2 separate regions of the Mus musculus genome follow, and region 2 is linked to region 1. Evidence: chromatin contacts called from public HiChIP or PLAC-seq data. All regions are on one chromosome and are shown on one strand. The core of a region is the stretch at or near the end of the contact, and the rest is flanking DNA. Distances in the headings are between cores, read along the strand shown.

Evidence for each region. HiChIP or PLAC-seq counts read pairs in DNA pulled down with a chosen protein or histone mark.
Region 2: a CTCF HiChIP or PLAC-seq map of the NIH/3T3 cell line shows a contact between it and region 1, with 17 read pairs. The contact joins two enhancer-like sites. A contact is called at or near these places in 2 of 15 datasets of contacts at CTCF or cohesin (both in the NIH/3T3 cell line).

The regions. Positions count from the first base shown.
Region 1 is chr4:80,947,770-80,951,975 of GRCm38.p6, reverse strand. All of the region lies in intron 1 of Lurap1l (leucine rich adaptor protein 1-like), which reads right to left. Among named protein-coding and RNA genes, the nearest start is that of Lurap1l, 39 kb to the right of the region's middle. Within about 2 kb of position 1,480, at least 84 of the 459 cell types and tissues checked have an H3K27ac peak or open chromatin away from gene starts, as enhancers often do. A contact at or near this core is called in the NIH/3T3 cell line, where this site is marked.
Region 2 is chr4:81,058,338-81,062,806 of GRCm38.p6, reverse strand. No RefSeq gene overlaps it. Among named protein-coding and RNA genes, the nearest start is that of Lurap1l, 150 kb to the right of the region's middle. Within about 2 kb of position 3,201, at least 45 of the 459 cell types and tissues checked have an H3K27ac peak or open chromatin away from gene starts, as enhancers often do. A contact at or near this core is called in the NIH/3T3 cell line, where this site is marked.

The sequences.
Region 1 (4,206 bases), core at 231-2,730:
AATTTACCCACAGACCTTATAGGTCATCAAGACAGAGTTCAAATCACAAATAATACCAGTATCTACAAATATAACAATGCACATGGATCCACTGATCAGCAAAGAAAACCACTGGGTCACACTGGTACTCTTCAGCCAGCCTCTGAAGCTGAAGGACCTTCCCATGCCATTACACGCATGGAGCAAGACCAGCAGGATCTTCTCCCAACAACTTTGCAAATGGAAAACAGATGCCTGCTCCCAAATGCCTGCTTCACCCATAAAAACACCCCACCTGGGTTGAGCTCTGAGCATGCATTTACGGACCATCATCATTTATCATTTCTCCAAACCCTCCTCGTTTTTCTTGGTGGACTTTTCCCAGCTTACTGACTCTAGTCCCCCATGTTGATCCAAGAAGCTTCTGTAGCACTTTAGGTTTCTATCTTACGACATTGCTGAATTTTGTGCCATTGCATAGTAGACTGATTTGTGATATATATTACAAATATGTGTGTATATATGTCTCAGTTAGGCAAATAAGCCCCTTAGGAGAGTCATTCTTTTTTTTCCCAATTGTTTATTAGGTATTTTCTTCATTTACATTTCAAATGCTATCCCAAAAGTCCCCCATACCCTCCCCCACCCTGCTCCCCTACCCACCCACTCCCACTTCTTGGCCCTGGTGTTCCCCTGTACTGGGGCATATAAAGTTTACAAGACCAAGGGGCCTCTCTTCTTAATGATGGCTGACTAGGCCATCTTCTGCTACATAAGCAGCTAGAGACACGAGCTCTGTGGGTATTGGTTAGTTCATATTGTTATTAGGAAAGCCATTCTTACTGCTCTACTAAATTGCAAAGTCTTTCCTAAACACTTTTTAAAATTTTAGCCATATTTTAAGATCTTTGACATATCAGCTCTTAATAAATTAATAAACTCAGGCTTTCAGAAATAACATGAGTCAAGGGTTAATTTTCTATCAGCAATTTTGGTCTTGTATAGTGGTAGCATCTAATATATATATATATTTTTCAATTTAATTGATCAATAAGAAGAAAAAGAAAGCAGACTATGAAGGAACAAAAGCTTCCTTTGACCATGAAATGATTCAAGTAAGGAAATCTTTTGCTGCTAAAAGCAAAACATTCAGAGTCTATTGAGTCACTGTTGGGGAGGGCGGGGGAAGTATCATGGTTAAAAACCTGTTCACATAAATAATGATTATAGATGTGTGTCTATCCCTTTGTCCCCCGGGACAGTAAACAGTCTCTTCCAGATTGCTGGGTGTGCTGATTTCTGTGGTTGGCTGCTGGTCTGTTCCAGGAGTTCTTGTCTGTTACTCGTGGCTTTCTTCCAGAACTAAGGTATGGTTACAGTATTGATGAACCTTGGGAGAATTAGTAATCCACCAAAAACTGAGTCACAGTGCTACTCCAATGACTGCCCGACCCTTTTCATGCTATGATTCATCTCAGTCCTTGCCATAACTGCACCAAAAACAGAGTAGCTTTACACAGTGGCAGGAGCCCGTGCTTTTCTCATCTAGGCTGTTAGAGTCCTGTGACTTTATTCTGAGCATATTGCCAGTTGGGGCCCTCCTCAAGCTCAGAGCTTCCATGTTATCAGCACGTCGAACCCATTCCTGATTAGTCATGCCCAGTCGTCAAGCCCAGTTAGACCGAGTTTCATGACTATTGTTTCCTGCCTAATATTTATGACTTGCTGAAACCAATTTATTACTTGTGTGTAAAGGAGTTTCTGAGTACTAGGAACTTGGTCTGCCTAATTACCACTGCTTGCTAAGTCCTAGAGGAGTACGTGGCACATAATAGCTACTTGGTCAAAATATGTCCAATAATTGGACACCAGCTATGCACCAGATTGGACCCCTTCAGAACACTGGGGCTTTGTGTGGGCTGGTGGTATAGGACTTGAAAAGAAAAAAGTCATCAGGAATAAAAAACCATAGGACTGAAGCATTCCCCAGCAGATAATCCTGTGTCTATTCACTCACGTGACTCTGGCACTGAGTAACTGGTATAGACTCTCCCTACCTTAAATTTACAGAGTATAAGATAGCATTCAAAAGGGAAGCGGACTTCAAGCTCTGAGTCACAGTGCACACATGATTCTGTTTGCTCAGGGGTGATAACTTGTCCTAGCACAGCACAGGTGTTCTGCAAACACCCAGTGAAAGGAATTGAACAAAGAAACCAAACAAACCTCATCTTTCCTTCCCCAGTACAAGTGTCTGGACCAACTGATTCAAAGTGATGTCAGTATCTTCTTTCTCTTCTCATTCCCCACACCCTATTCTGATCTTTATAATTCCTGCTGTGTATTTTGTCTTTAGGCTGAGTCTTCCAACCCTAAGGGTTATGCCAAACTCACCTTTGGCCTCTGGGGAAAGTGCTGAAACTTTCCTGTTGTTTCTGACAAGTGATGGACTGGGTTTATAGAAAATTTGAAATGAAGGACCTAGAAAGAGCAGCAATTCCCAATAATACAGTTTTCAAGGTATATTTTCTTCCAAACAATTCTTTTCAAAACCACTTTCAAAATACATTTATTTACTAATGTATTGATCTGTGTAGAGGGTGGGGGTTATAGGTGTCCTAGACATAAGTAAAAGTCATTCAAGCATCAGCCCCACCATGTGAGTCTCACAGATCAAAGTCAGGTCATTGAGATTGGCAGAAAACTTATTTATTGACATTTACCAGAGCCATCTCACTGGCCCCAAAGGGTCCTTTTCCTCTGACAGAATGCAAAAGTTATGGATTAGCATGACAAAGTTCAAGGAAGAATACAATCAATTTTTCAGTTAACCAAAGAACTGAGAGGACTGGAGAGATGGTTCAGTGATAGACAGGACTGGCCATTCTTCCAAAGGACTAGAGTTAAGTTTCCAGCATCCATAGGGTAACTTAAAAATCATCTTTAACTCCAGTTCCAGGAGATTTTAGGGCACTGGGCCTATAAGTGGTGCACAGACAAACATGCAGGCAAAACACCTATACACATAAACAACAATAAATAATTTGTTTTAAATCAGAGAATTAAAACTCAAGGTGGAATATGATCCCAGGTTTAAGTCTGCCCTTGACATAATCTACCTATGGTCTGTAGGTAAACAAGTTGGTGTGTAGGACTTCTAATTCCCCAAAACAAAGAAAAATCATAAGGTTGCATTCATTTCTCTATGAGCTACATGGCTTGATAGAAATGTCAAGGCAAGTTCTGAAATCCCGTTCACTGAGACTGAATTTGGCCCAAGCCTTGTGTGCTTGTCTCCTCTGTTTCCCACTGAGGTTCAACTTCAGATAACACAGTATAAGAAGACATTGCTGCACTCCTGTAAATTCCCAGGGTTTCTTTCCATCCTAGCATATTCTTTTTCTTCCTTGAGATTGTGTGTTTAATAAGTCATTTCTGCTATGAGGAAATCATATGGGCCATAACAATACAGGCAATTGCTGCTCAATAGCTTCAGCATGAAGTGTAGCTAGCAAAAAGCTTGCAATTAAACACTGAAGTTCAAAGTCAACATGAATTTTACTTGGCTTACCAGAAATGGTATGATAATAAAAATTTAGACTCTCACCATGTAATAAAAATTAAAATTATGTTCTAGGTTATAAGATAAAATTATTTGCTGTGCAAACCTTTTAACCCAAGTTCTGCCCTTGATCTCTTTGTAGAAGGAAATAATTGACTCCTGAAAGTTGCCCTCTGATCCCCCCCATGCATGCTGTGACACACACATGCCTTTACATGCATATATAGTCATATTTATCTCTTGCTTTCTTACCATACTTATTTTTACATACATTTAAATTTATGTATGAACTGAAGGGATATTGGGAAGGTACTTGGAATACTGCTTTTTCTGGAGCTTATCTTAGCTTATTCGTTGTCTTACCTAGGATTGCTATTCCTGGGATAAAATGCCACAGCCAAAATAACTTGGGGAAGAAAGGATTAATTTCATTTTATAAGCTCACATCACAGTCCATTAACAATGGAAGTCAGGACAGGAATCTAGAAGCAGGAACTGAAGCAGAGGCCATGGGAGAGTGTTTCTTACAGGTTTGTTCCTAATGGATTGTTTCTCCTTATATACCCCAGGACCCATACTCCAGGAGTGGCAGCACCCATAATGGGCTGGGCCCACATATATTACTCTGTTGTAGGCATTTTTTGATTGTGGTTGGTTTCCTTGTC
Region 2 (4,469 bases), core at 1,952-4,451, 110 kb before region 1:
AGTTGATGTATGATTCAGCCTTTCGGTGCAACAGAACCCACTTGAAAAACTTTAGAATCTTCCTGCATTATTTCCTGCTCACAGATCTGTGAGTTCAGCTGTGCTGCTCTGCGTGTTTTATACTTTGTATTTGTTGGGGTGCAGGGTAGCTAAGTATGGATACATGATGCTAGTTGGGATCCTCTTTTCTTAATGTCTTTGATTGAGCTTGAGAGAGTGAAGAGTATCCTTTGTTTGCTGTCTTTATGTAGAGAGGAAGAGGCCCACTGGGAGAGAAGATCCACATAATGAGAAACTAGCAGATTGTCTCTTCTCCCTGACATTCCAGCATCACTGGAAGCCACAGGTCAAGCTTGAAGTCAGGGAACTATTCTCTTCCCACATTAAAGAATAGCAAGAATCTAGAGGACAGGAAGAGTTAAAGCCAAGTAGACTGCATTCTTAGCAATCCTGGGATCATGGGTATGATGAGTTGAATCCAAACCTCATTCTTTTAAATGTAACTAAAATCTAATTAAAATGAAAGCTTTATCATTTTTAGTTGATGACTTGCATTTCCTGAGTAAATTTTCTCATCTGTGTAAATTTTCTTTGGAAAAAAAAATGCTATAAATTTAAAAAAACTTAAAACAATTAGTGACCTCTATTGGTTGTTATCAGTGGTATCTACTTGTTCCCTTCTTGGTCTACACTTGCAGATTTGCTTTTAGTGTGTTCATATTCTCCATCTTCTACAACTTTCCAGAAATGCAAGCACTGTGTCACAAGGAGATGTATTGGTCTGTATATTTTAGTACTTTACATCGACGTCACATGAGAATCCAGGACTCCACATGCTGATCATTGGATCTATGGTTATCCATGTGGGTATTCATCATCTGGGAAACTGACAAGGCCCCAGTGGAAGCAATCTGAAAATAGAGCCTGAGAGGTACGTTATTAAGAGGAATGGAAATTTCCTAGGTTCCCAGAGAATGGATTAAAGCTATACCTCCACTATCAGCTTTACTTCCCCTGAAGATGCCCTCAGGGGAATTGATTCTCTGAATCTTCTGTAACCAACATCAACATTCTTCTAGGAATGGTGTATTCTCAATCCCCCCCCCCCTTTCAAATCCTGGGAAACATATTCAGGTCCTTTTACTTGTATAGCCATCACATTATCAGCTAAGCTATCTTTGCTACATTTTGATCCTGGGAATATTCATTTAAACACTCGAATTACTAGATCACTCATATTTCCACTTGGAATGGGGGCTTTCCTGGTTCATTGATAGTCAGTGCTTCTTGATCATGACTGAGAATGTAGAAGCTACTCAGCCTTGGCTATTTCCATTTACCCACAGATCACAGAAGGAATGCTTCACTTCATGACTAACTCATCTTCTCGAAGCACTGCTATGCTAGTGCCAGTCTCCTAGAGCATAGCCCTCACTCTCATCCCTCTGCTCATTTCATATTTTTTCTTGGCTTGTAGGCTGCTGTCCTACCTCCACTGACCCAAGCATTTCTCCACTGAGTAAGGCTAATCAGCAATGATGAATGTGAGACCATATAAATGAGACCAAATTTATCTCTTTCCCAGCTTCATCTTGTTCTTTGGATCAAGGTTATTTCCGCTTCCTACTGAGAGTGGGAGGTTCACTTTCCTGTGTCTCCAAATGCCACAAGTGGTGACTGGATAGAAACCGCTACCTACCCATCTCTTGGTGGAATGGCAGGGCAGCCCCTCATGTTATTCACATTAGGAGTCATACCTAAGACTTCTGGAAAATTATAAAAATGTCCTAGTTTAAAATTCTATCTGTATTTAGTACATGTAATGTGAATGTGCTTTCCTGATCCTGCTACTTTAAGATAGATACTAAAATATTTAGATGTTTCACATCCATTCTAACAACAGAAGAATGACAACTGACCACCTGAAGATGGTTGGCTTTTCAAAACACTCAATAGCACAATGACCATAATGATCAAGGTCCCCCATCAGTACTCTAGAATTTCTGATTCCCTGAATACTGGAACAAAGTTATGATTGGTGAAATCTGTTTCCTGCATTGAGTCTTAGCTCCATGACTTGCTGCTCATGTGACACTGGGAAGATTCTAACAGATTTCTAACAGATAGCAGTTTTCTCACCTGCTACCAGGGCCATCTGTACTGTCCATTTCAGAGTTTCAGAATTTAAGTGAAACAATACGTGAATATTAAATTAATTATGAGAATTAGGTAGAATGCTGTCTTACATATTGTCATTAAGGAAAAAAAACTATTAAAACATTTTACTAACCACTTGATCTAATCTACCACATCCTTCACACTGGTTAATATTCTCAATTGGGATCTAGTCTCAATTATGGGAAATTATCCTTAAAATATTTCCCAACTATAGATTTTGGCCTCATTGCTTTTGGACATTCTGGATACATTTCTGCCAAGTATTCTTACCTAATTGATCCCGGTGGGAAAAATTTTCCTAGATGCGGTTCAGCTCTCCACATGAGATCCAACCCACAAAATCTGCTGTAGCTCAATCCTGTTTCCCAGAGGAACAGGAATAGGAGAGGGTGTGAGACCATAACCCCACCACAGAAGGAACGGGTTTATTATTAGCATCCTCTCTGAGCCCTCCATTCTCATGGTCATAGTCAGCTTTTCATGCATTCCCAGGCAGGATGATAATGATAGTGAGCAGTGAGCAAGGGGTCAATGCAAGTAAAGCTCCAGTGTCACCAGAGATCCTGATCTAGTAGGCGAGCTATATATTTCTGGGAGAAGTTTTCATCTTCCCCAACTTAAGGGAACTACAGGTGCTTTTTGTGTCCTGGGCAGTTGCTGGTTTTGAGCACAATCATGTGCTGACAAGGCTTGTGGCTCTAGTCATCTACAGCCATCAGAAGAATGTCTAGAGGGCCATTGGCGATGTGGACCTGGAGCCCTGCAGAGGCAGAAAGCTAAGCCAGTGAAGATTTCTGCCTAGGCCAAGAGTTTGTGTCATGTGAGCCTGGGGCTTAAATCACAGTTAGCAGAGTAATTTTGTTGCTTGTAGCTATAAGCACTCAGTGAATCCACCCAAGTACTGAAGCTGCATTAAAATCAAACATTTGTTCTTCACCCCAGCAGTCCTTCCTTCCCTGTCTACTTAGACCTTCATCTTTATTGGCTGTCTGAGCATTCTGTTTTCTTTGGCTTCTTGTCCTTACATTCCCCAGTCATGACTGCCACCCGCTTCTAACTTGAATGCAGGCTGTCTTCCCAGCTCTGATCTGTACACTCCAGGCATCAAGGCTGGGAACTCATACTTCAGCACCAAATGCTGGTACATCCAAGCAGATTTTCCCCTCAGTGTCTGGGCCCTGGGCTGAGGAACACAGCAGTCAGAAGTACAGTGCTCACGACCCTCACATCTGAGAAGAGCATGTTCCTCTCGATCAATATTTTGCTTGCACAGTATTGAAAAATCTGTTAAGATTTGTTCACCAAATTGAAATAAACTGACAGGATTGCACTATGCCTTAAACCTCAGGCATATTAAGCATTTGGATTCATTTTCATTAATATCTCATTTTACTTTAAAACATGTTTCACTTGATGATAGCATGTGATCAACACTGGTGACTGCGCTTAAGAATTACCACAACCCAGACTTTAAGTCCAAATAATGGAACTAAGCCTGCAAAATCCAGAGACTAGGAATGCAAATGCTGTCAAATGTTCCTTGCTCTTTTTCCGTTGGCTTTCTCCAAAAGCATGTGTGGCTTCCTGTGAGCCAGAGATGCACATGCGGGTCCTGGCAACACAGCTCTGTGCCAGACTCACAGGAGGCTCCGATGGGGCCTGGCTTCCCCCAAGTGTTCTCACCTGGCTTCTCAGCCAACTGCTTTGCTTTCCAGTTTTATTAGGGGATCCAGTTGGCAGCAAAAACTGTACTTTCCCCCGAATATTGAAATCATCTTTTCCACTAGCACATTATTCCCCCAGCATTTTAGAGAATACACTTAAGCCTTCTAAGTGGGTAAAAATAACTATCAGATGACAGAAGGTAAAGTCGGCTTCATCTATCATAAGTCTATGGAGATACATAGAAGATGCTGCTCAGTGCAAAGAAGGTAGGTGTTCAGGATCCTTAAGTTAGGAACACACAGAAACTTTTGTCCAAAATGGTGGAACTCAGCACCAGGAGCAGTACTGTAGTACCTTCCTTGAGCACTAAGGGTCTTGAGCATGGCCCAGCACTTTTGTGATATTTGGAGTCATGGAGAGAGAGAGAAAGACTGTGCATCATGGAAATAGCTCATTTGATTAAACATGCTTAAGGAATCCAGAGGTTGGTGTAATCTGATTGGCTCTTCTCCCTGAGACTAAATTTCTGGCCAGACTCTGCTGTCCAGCTGGACATTTCTCCATTCTTAAGTCTTCCTAGCCCTAGAAGGAACTAGACATCATCTGTGCTTTCTCATGCTTGTGCA